2 separate regions of the Zea mays genome follow, and region 2 is linked to region 1. Evidence: chromatin contacts called from public Hi-C data. All regions are on one chromosome and are shown on one strand. Each heading gives the region's core, a stretch centred on a gene start, on an enhancer-like site or on the middle of the called end of the contact. The rest is flanking DNA. Distances are from core to core; before and after follow the strand shown.

The links. A called contact is a pair of places that touch in the nucleus more often than the background predicts.
Region 2: a Hi-C map of bundle sheath shows a contact between it and region 1, with 2.2 times the contacts expected there. The contact joins the promoter of LOC100127534 here to the promoter of LOC103654840 in region 1. A contact is called at or near these places in 5 of 25 Hi-C or Micro-C datasets (bundle sheath, ear, leaf and 1 more).

Annotation. Positions count from the first base shown.
Region 1 is chr4:241,790,276-241,794,499 of Zm-B73-REFERENCE-NAM-5.0, forward strand. It overlaps LOC103654840 (zinc transporter ZTP29), which reads right to left and starts at 1,420. Exons shown (of 12, transcript XM_008681664.3): 1 at 1,147-1,420; 2 at 420-478; 3 at 239-331; 4 at 69-158. The coding sequence starts at 1,219. LOC100278640 reads right to left here and starts at 2,909. Exons shown (of 1, transcript NM_001364468.1): 1 at 2,315-2,909. The coding sequence starts at 2,779. The coding sequence ends at 2,558.
Region 2 is chr4:241,946,227-241,950,507 of Zm-B73-REFERENCE-NAM-5.0, forward strand. LOC100127534 reads left to right here and starts at 1,383. Exons shown (of 2, transcript NM_001371767.1): 1 at 1,383-1,566; 2 at 2,281-3,155. The coding sequence starts at 2,295. The coding sequence ends at 2,810. It overlaps LOC100279496, which reads right to left. Exons shown (of 12, transcript NM_001152497.1): 12 at 4,281.

The DNA of each region.
Region 1 (4,224 bases), core at 170-2,669:
TTTCCTATTTTAGTGAGGAAACAAATTGATCTGGCATAAGAAAATCAGTAAGGGCTGTTCATTCCAACCTCTTTCTCGCTTGGATCAGCTGGTGGCGAAAAATCTGGCTCTGGGATAAACTTAATAATGAAACCGAAGAAAAGAACCCCTGCAAAAAACTGCAGTTGCTCCTTGTTATGTGGACAGATGAACGCTAGATGAGCTTGGATTGAAGAACTATAAGCAGGTTATGGCTCACCCAGAGGTTCCCCTTCAAGAAGCCAATAGAATTCAGGGCATTGTGTGCCAGGTCTAGAAAGGAGATGCTGAGCATAAGTCCAGCAGCAAAACCCTGTAGTGAGTTTCAACAGCATATAGAGCCTTAGCAGCTAAACAACCTACTCGAAGAGGATATCTGAAGTTACTTGATAGTTTCTCACCTGTAGAAGCCCGAGCACTTTAAGGTTAGGGGCAGGATTCAAAACGACAAACAGTGCACCTGAAACAGAGAATTCAAACCCAGATGCAGTGGGTGAAGTTGCTAAAAAAACTCAAATGCACACAAGGCGTCACCATTACGATTTGATGAACGAAAAGTAAGGCTGGGCATCCTGAGGTAGTTCATCAAATCACCATGGCAACACTTGTATCACAAAAGTAAGTACAACGTGGACGAGGTCGTAGCTATATGTAATATTTAACCAAGCAAGAGTAGTCCTAAACTGAGGCAGCTGTGCTACTTGGTTCCCATTCGAAACTTGAGGAGTAACCCATTAATTTTACAGGTGGAGGAACGATTTTCCATCACTTGATAGCGAGTGAATAAAATCATACGGTAAGGTGTTCCACAATTTTATTGGTAATAACAGAGGCAACAGAGTTGTATAGACACCGGAATTATGGTTACGCTAGACTGCTAGTTGCTCGCCCCCCCCGACCAGTACGAGAAACGCCTATCCTATCCTATGAATGCGGAACACTAGTCAATCGCATCTGAGTACACTGCTCCAGACCGCGCAGCCCAAGCTGGGCGCGAGGAAATTGGACTGCAACCAGCGGCAGCCAGTGGGTCTCCGCTAGCATCGAAATCCTAGGAACCGCAGCACGGCGGCAAGCAATCGGAAATTCAGCAACCGCGGAGCCGAGAGTCGGGCGTGCGTGCCGTACCGATGGCGGTGCTGAGGCCGCCGACGAACGAGAGCCCGAGCGCCCTGTAGAAGACATGCAGCTGCAGGTCCATTCGCCCGACGCAGCTCCGCTGCCCGTGCTAGGGTTTGGGCTTTGGGTGTCGAGGATTCGGGGGGAGAGGGAGAGACGAGGGAGTGAGGGAGGAGGGGAGCGGTTAGCGAGCTTGGCGTGAGCCTCCGCGACCGCGAGGAACGTGGTTTGACTTGAACTGGAAAGTGAAAGGTGGAGGAGACGGGACTACGGGAGGGGAGGACTGAGGAGGCTATTTATATATATAGCAAACATGAGTGGGGAATTTTTCACTTTTGGTCTCGTTGGCATCGCATATGGAGTATTGGGGAATTTCACTTCCTTTGTGTCGGATTATACTCGAAATCGTTCCAGCTAAGGCCTTGTCGTTTGTGTCGAATTGATGGGTCGGAACGATTCCTAACCGGATTGCTTCTCTAATTTATATAAACTTTGATTAGCTAGAACGATTCCGGGTGCAATCCGACGCAAACGAACAAGGACTAAAGTCTTGTTTGTTTGTGCCGGATTGGAGGTTCGGAACGATTTCTAACCGGATTGCTTCTCTAATTTATATAAACTTTGATTAGTCGGAACGATTCCGACGCAAATGAACAAGGCCTAATTAAAGTTCATATAAATTAGAGAAGCAATCCGGTTAGGAATCGTTCCAACCCACCAATCCGGCACAAACTATAAGGCCTAAAAGATGTAAATTTTGTGTACGTCGGCTTTGTTTCCGAAGATGTCGAATCTAGCAGCTGATTCGCGCGATTATTATGTTATTATTATTTTTAAGTAATTATTGTAGGGTGGTCCTACAGTATTCTTTGTATTAAAAAATTATGTACAAAATAAAGGTACTCGTTGGTGATCCCAACCAATATCTTGGAATTCTGCATCAACCACAACTATTTGCAACCGCAGTGACGACTGACATTTGCGGCATGACTCATGATGCAAAGCATAACTGCTCCATTCTCTTTTTCTTTTCTCCACATCGTTTAGGTATCCTCTGATTCAAACAATGCAATGACCTGAGGAGCTACGTCAGCATGTGTCCATGGATAAAACAACAGTAGAATTACAAAACCAAATTGGCATCATTCTGAATTCTGATTCAAACAAAACGGTAGGATCGCAAAAACCAAATTGGGATCATAGTATTAGCATCGATCAGGCAGGATTACAGAAACGAAACCCCCTTGGCGACCCACACATCACCAAGGAAGGAACGAAGGAAGGAACAACAGACGATCACATAATTAGGCAACCGCAAGCAATAAATAAATAAATAAAACAACGATTAATTAATTATTAATCGGGTGAACCAAACACGATGCTCCATCCCAGGTTTCCCGCACTCCGCGCGGTACGTCGCTCAGTGGAGGAAGGAGGCGAGGAAGGAGACGACGAGCGCCGCGGCGGCGGGCACTGCGGCGGCGGCGGCGGCGCTGGCGGAAGGGCCAGCCGCACCGCCGGCCGCGCCGGCGGCCGCGCCGGCGGGCGCCTCGGAGGGCGACTCGGAGGCGACCTCGGCCAGCACGGCGGTGGCGGAGGCGGCGGCGACGAGCGCGGCGCAGAGGACCTTCTTCATCTCCATGGCTGCTGGTGCTGGCCGGGTCGCTTGCTGCTGGATTGGTCCAAGGAAGCCGGCCTCGCGCTCGAGGAGATGTTATTAGTTATTCGGTGGAATTGGGAGACTGCTTTTCGACGGTGATCTCTCTCTCAATTGCTTCTCCTGCTTCAGGACGGGGCGCCGCTTTATAGGAGCTGCGAGGCGACGGCGCGAGCGGCCGCGAGCGAAGCAAGGGCGGCGGTTCGTTCGCTGCCGGGCTGGCCGTGGGTTTGCTGCATGCTTGCCGGAAATAGGGTGGATTAGCTGGTTAGTTTGCAAAAAAAAAACAAAAAAAAAACTGGATGGTTGGAGTCGGTTTAGCGGTGGTTCTCCACTTCTTGGAGCGTGACTGGCGGCTGGCGGGGCGCATGCGCATCCAGTGGATGTCCAGTGTTTCCGGAAACACGATAGTCTTTCCGATCAATTCTAATTTACTCCCTCCGGTCCAGAAGCGGGCCTAGACATTTAAGATTAGGTATTTAAAAATTTAAAAGATCAAAGAAATTAGTTCTCTAACACTATTTTTTTAATACATTATTAACAAATTACTATAGATCACCAAAAACTTGGATATTCAATGAATACCCATGAATCACTCCTGAGCCCGCCCCTGCTCCCGTCCCGTGTCTTATCAGTTGTTGTTTAGGATAATCGTATGGTTTCTAAAATATAGTTTGATCAATATTTTTATTAAAATATAAATAAGCACTTAATACATTTATATCATTATTAAAATATTTTTAATATAAATTGATACATATAAATATTAGGTTTTAAAACTAAATAACAAAGTAGTTATTTGTACTTAAAATTTTATAAGTTTAGCTTAAATCTTGTCCAAAACGATAAATAATAGGACACTTGAGAGAGTACTCAATGTTTAAAACTACTCCATCTTCACCTAGGGGTGACAATATGCTCTAAATTTTACGTTATAAAATTTAAGGATCAGATCAAATTATAATCGAACTCTATTTCTATTTATTCTTGAACTAAAAATAATTTAGAGTCCTAACAAAGTGTGGAGGAACATTTGGATCGCGATCCATTACCACCCCTACCTCCACCGTAGAACAACTTTAAAAATCTCTAATCCTATAAAAACACGAGTTTCGTATATCGTGCGTCGTGGTGTACAAAGTTAGCCATTGTCTTTCTCTATTGAGTAAAGTACACCACATATCCTTAAACTTGTTCGATCGTGTCATTCAGGTCTCAAACTCTCAAAACAAATTTTTAGGTCCTTAACTTCTCAGTTGTGTCATCTAGGTTTCCAAACTCTTAGAACGGAACTTTAGTTATCTAAACTTTTTCGAGGACACTACATGTCAAAACAAATCCAATCCCGCAACATGAGCCTGTGTGGCGCTGCTGACGTGGATAATCGATGTTGTAAACATAGACTAGATTTTTGTTGGCGCCAAGTTTTT
Region 2 (4,281 bases), core at 133-2,632, 160 kb after region 1:
AGGTTTTTTTGGCGAGTACATAGAATCGTGGTTATGGCAACACCTTAGAAGAATACGAAACATATAACTAAAACAATGTAGCATGCCTAACTTTAAGTTGTGTCGGCTTAGGCAAAAAACCAAACAACCCCTCATCTTATCTCTAGTAGCTTAATCATTCTCATATATATATTTAAACTCCACTCTACGAACATATATAGTTTATAATTAGTGGCGGACCCAGCTGCTATATTTAGGGTATGCCATAAAAAATTAAGAAATTAAATAAAAAAGGGATTAGCAAGACTCGAACCTTAACTGCTAGTCAAGACATAATACTTAAACCACTATACTCACTATTTTTATATAAATTTAGTGTGTGTTATGATTTATATAGAACATCCGCTAGATTCTCCCATATTTATAATGCAAAATAATATTTTAAAGACACAGAACTGCTAGCACTCTTTGCTAGAGATGGCAATGGGTACCCGCGACCCGATACCCGATGGGTATTTACTTCATTAGAGTATGTATGTGGGCTAAATATTCTACTCATGGGTCTGTTATTGGGCAAAAATCTTCACCCAATGGATAAACGAGTATTAGAACGTTCCGCCTTCACCCATACCCGTTAACCATGGGTATACAATACCCAATATAAACTTAGGCAAAGCATGAACTTTGACTTTAGTCATCCATCTTTTTTACTATTTAACAACCTTTTATGCCGTAATGTCATAGAAGGCGTAACGACAATTTAATGACCATGTAATGTGTTATATAGTACTCCCTACGGTTTCCTATTAGTTGTCGTTTAGGACAACGACACGGTCTCCAAAATATAACTTTGACCAATGTTTTTTTTGTTAAAATACAAATGAACTCTTAATACATTTATATTTTTATAAAAGTACTTTTTATGACAAATTGATGCATATAAATATTGGGTTCCAAAACTAAATAACAAAATAATTATTTGTAGTCAAAATTTTATAAGTTTGACTCAAACCTTATCCAAAACGACAACTAATAGGACAACGGAGGGAGTACTATCCTAGTGTTACTACTTTATCCAATTATCTTTGGTGTGTTGAATGGATGGTTAAATGATGTTAGAAATTTTGTAATGGTATTTAGATGGATATACCTGACATTTGTATCATATAATATTTTGATAGATGTTTAGCTTTTGTGGGTACGGGTGACCCGTTGGGTGACCCATACCCACATGGGTATGGGTATAGGTATGAGAGTAAATCTATACCCGCCAGTATATATGACTGATCCGATAGAGTTATTTTTATGTTGTGGGTATGAGTATGAGGTATTACCATTGCCATCTCTACTCTTTGCCTCTTTGCGACTCCACAACGCCCACCACACCTCGCCCAGAACACTCGACGCCACCACTTACTTGCAAATAATGCAAAACACCAGGGGCAGGCAAGTAACTTCGCGTCGGCTCCACCTTTTTTATCTGGCTCCCCCACCTTCTCTGGCCCGACGACGCCCCCATTTCGAAGCTCCTCCTCGCGATTCCAATCCACGCACGCCATCTCCGACTCCGCGTCCGCCTCGCGCAGGGTTAGGGTTTGCTCTGCTCCCCTTCTCGTGTTTGTTTTCCCTGTTGGATTTGGTAGAGAAGGCTTGATCTATCGGTCTCGGGGTCCGATTCGGCGTCCCCTGACCGATTCATGCGGTTTTCTTGAGGGGGTGGGGGAAAGAGGTTGTGGTGGTGTTGATTCGTTGGATACGGGGATTTCATGGGTTGGGAATTGCCAGGGGGACGGGAGGTCGCAGATTCGTGGGTTGACTTGGCCTTCGGTTGCTTGTTCTCTTGGGATGTGGAAATGAAAACGCGTTTCTTCTTCTTCTTCTTCTTCTTGTTTTTAAATTTAAAAACTGTATAAAATTTGTTTTTCACTTTGTCTTGTTGAAAATAATACATCGGCCCATTTTGCCTGATTTCTCTAAAGTTTTATAGCGCTGTTAATAGCTAGTGATTTAAGTGCTCTATTATAGTGGAAATCGTGTGTGCCTGGTTTTAAGCGGTGGATTTGTTAATTTATGCAGCAGATTTGGTGCACGCTGTTCTCGATTTAGATCATTGGGAATTTTTTTCTTGTTTTTGTAGAGATTCGAATTTGATATGTTACCCTGATTCGTTTAAAAAGTCGGTTTGAGCTGTATTTGCGCAGCAAATTTTGCGATTGTGTCTTTTGTTCCTAAAAATCAGGATCTTGTTTCGTCTACCACGATTGATGTTTGCTAAGATGGCAATGATGGTTTGATGTGCAGACATATATTCAGTGATGGAACACAAGGAGGCCGGCTGCCAGCAGCCGGAGGGCCCAATCCTATGCATCAATAACTGTGGTTTCTTTGGAAGCGCTGCCACCATGAACATGTGCTCCAAGTGCCACAAGGAGATGATAATGAAGCAGGAGCAGGCCCAGTTGGCTGCCTCCTCCATCGATAGCATTGTCAATGGCGGTGATAATGGGAAAGGACCTGCAATTGCTGCAACTGTAGGTGTGGCAGTTCCTCAAGTCGAGGAGAAGACTATCGCCGTGCAGCCTATGCATGTCGCTGAAACCAGCGAGGCTGCTGCTGTTATCGCGAAGGCCAAGGAAGGCCCAAACCGGTGCGCAACCTGTAGGAAGCGTGTTGGGTTGACGGGTTTTAACTGCCGATGCGGGAACACGTACTGTTCGATGCACCGCTACTCCGACAAACACGACTGCCAGTTCGACTATCGAACTGCAGCTAGGGACGCTATCGCCAAGGCCAATCCAGTGGTGAAGGCGGAGAAGCTTGACAAGATCTGAGGCGGGGGCATTGGGTAACGAAAAATGGTTGCGATCTGCAAGAATTCAGCATGTCTCTTTGCTGCTTTATCATTGAACTTCCCATTCTTGTCTTGCTGTCACGTCCCCTGGGGTTCAATACTATGATGCGCACAGCATCCTGGCAGCTGCAAGAATTCATCCCCAGTCGAGTCACGAAAATGGTTTGCGTGTTGACTATGTCGTGTAAGCTTATTCAGTTATTCTTGGTGGTTTGGGTCGGTATCGTGTCATTCCCCGTTTAGGTAGCTCTGTAATCTACTATTCTCAATTTCTCATGTGTGTTGCCTTCCAATCAGTAATAGTAATCAGCAATTGTCTGCCATATCTCCTACAAGTATATTTTCCAGTTCTATTGTTTTCTCTTGATGTTCCAGCAACATATCACATTCAGGTAATCGCTCTGCATTTCAATTCATGTGTACCTGTTATTTCAATTCAGAGGACCAGAGGTTGAGAGGGGGCCATAGTGGTTTCAGGCCACTTCTCTACTATCGACCAATCAGAGGTTATATTCAAGTAATTGTTCATATGTGGAACTATTGACCAATCAGCAGATCTTGCTCCTCGTTCTCTGAGGAAGGGTGCAATGAAGTGGGATTCTTGCTGTCGAACACTTAATTTCATAAATCATTTTTGTTCCAGAGCTGTGATTTTGTATTAGGATGCAGCTTGGTGGTGGTTGGGTACGCTGAATCTGCATTACATACAGTGTACACAAGCACAATTTCCTGGTGAATGTTGACACTAGGCAACTTGAATTCTCAATCAAGAGGCCGCAAAGGGAACATACATTTCATATTCTGCAACCTCTTTTCTATCGTGTACAGTTGGGAACATGCAACTCGACTTTCCACATGTGATTGGAACACGCCTAGTTTGTTTTGTATCATTTGCCACCTGCAAAGAATTGGAGCAAGTCTAAACAACTCGTTTTTGTATGATTGCCACTTGCAAAGAAGATAACTGATTTGTACGAAATGATATTATTGACATAATTGGAGCAAGTCTAAAAAAGTGCCCACACATAATTTATTGTGCTGGGCACGAAATATTTTCCTCCCTCAATTTGTGAGTGGGGTCTCTTTAGACATGACGGGAACATTGAGCAACTCCCCCTGCCAGGTGTTCAGCTGCGATGGTATAAAGAACACAAAGCAATGATACAGAAGTCTGATCGCCGTGAGATTCCTTCGTTGTTAATTGGGATAATAGATAGGATCTCAGCTTTGCCGTCCTCATCTCAGCTTTAGAATAGACGTATTTTATGGAACCTAGCTGTTGTTAATTGCTCCGTTCACTGACTAAAACAGTTGCAATGCTCGGCATGAACCAGGGTCCAGGGGGTTATTAGTTGCAAATCAGACACCCAAATGGGGTTCTTTTTACCATGCCACAAGTCAGATAGCAGCCAGGACTCGTTTGGTATTGCATAACAAGTGGTTTCACACAA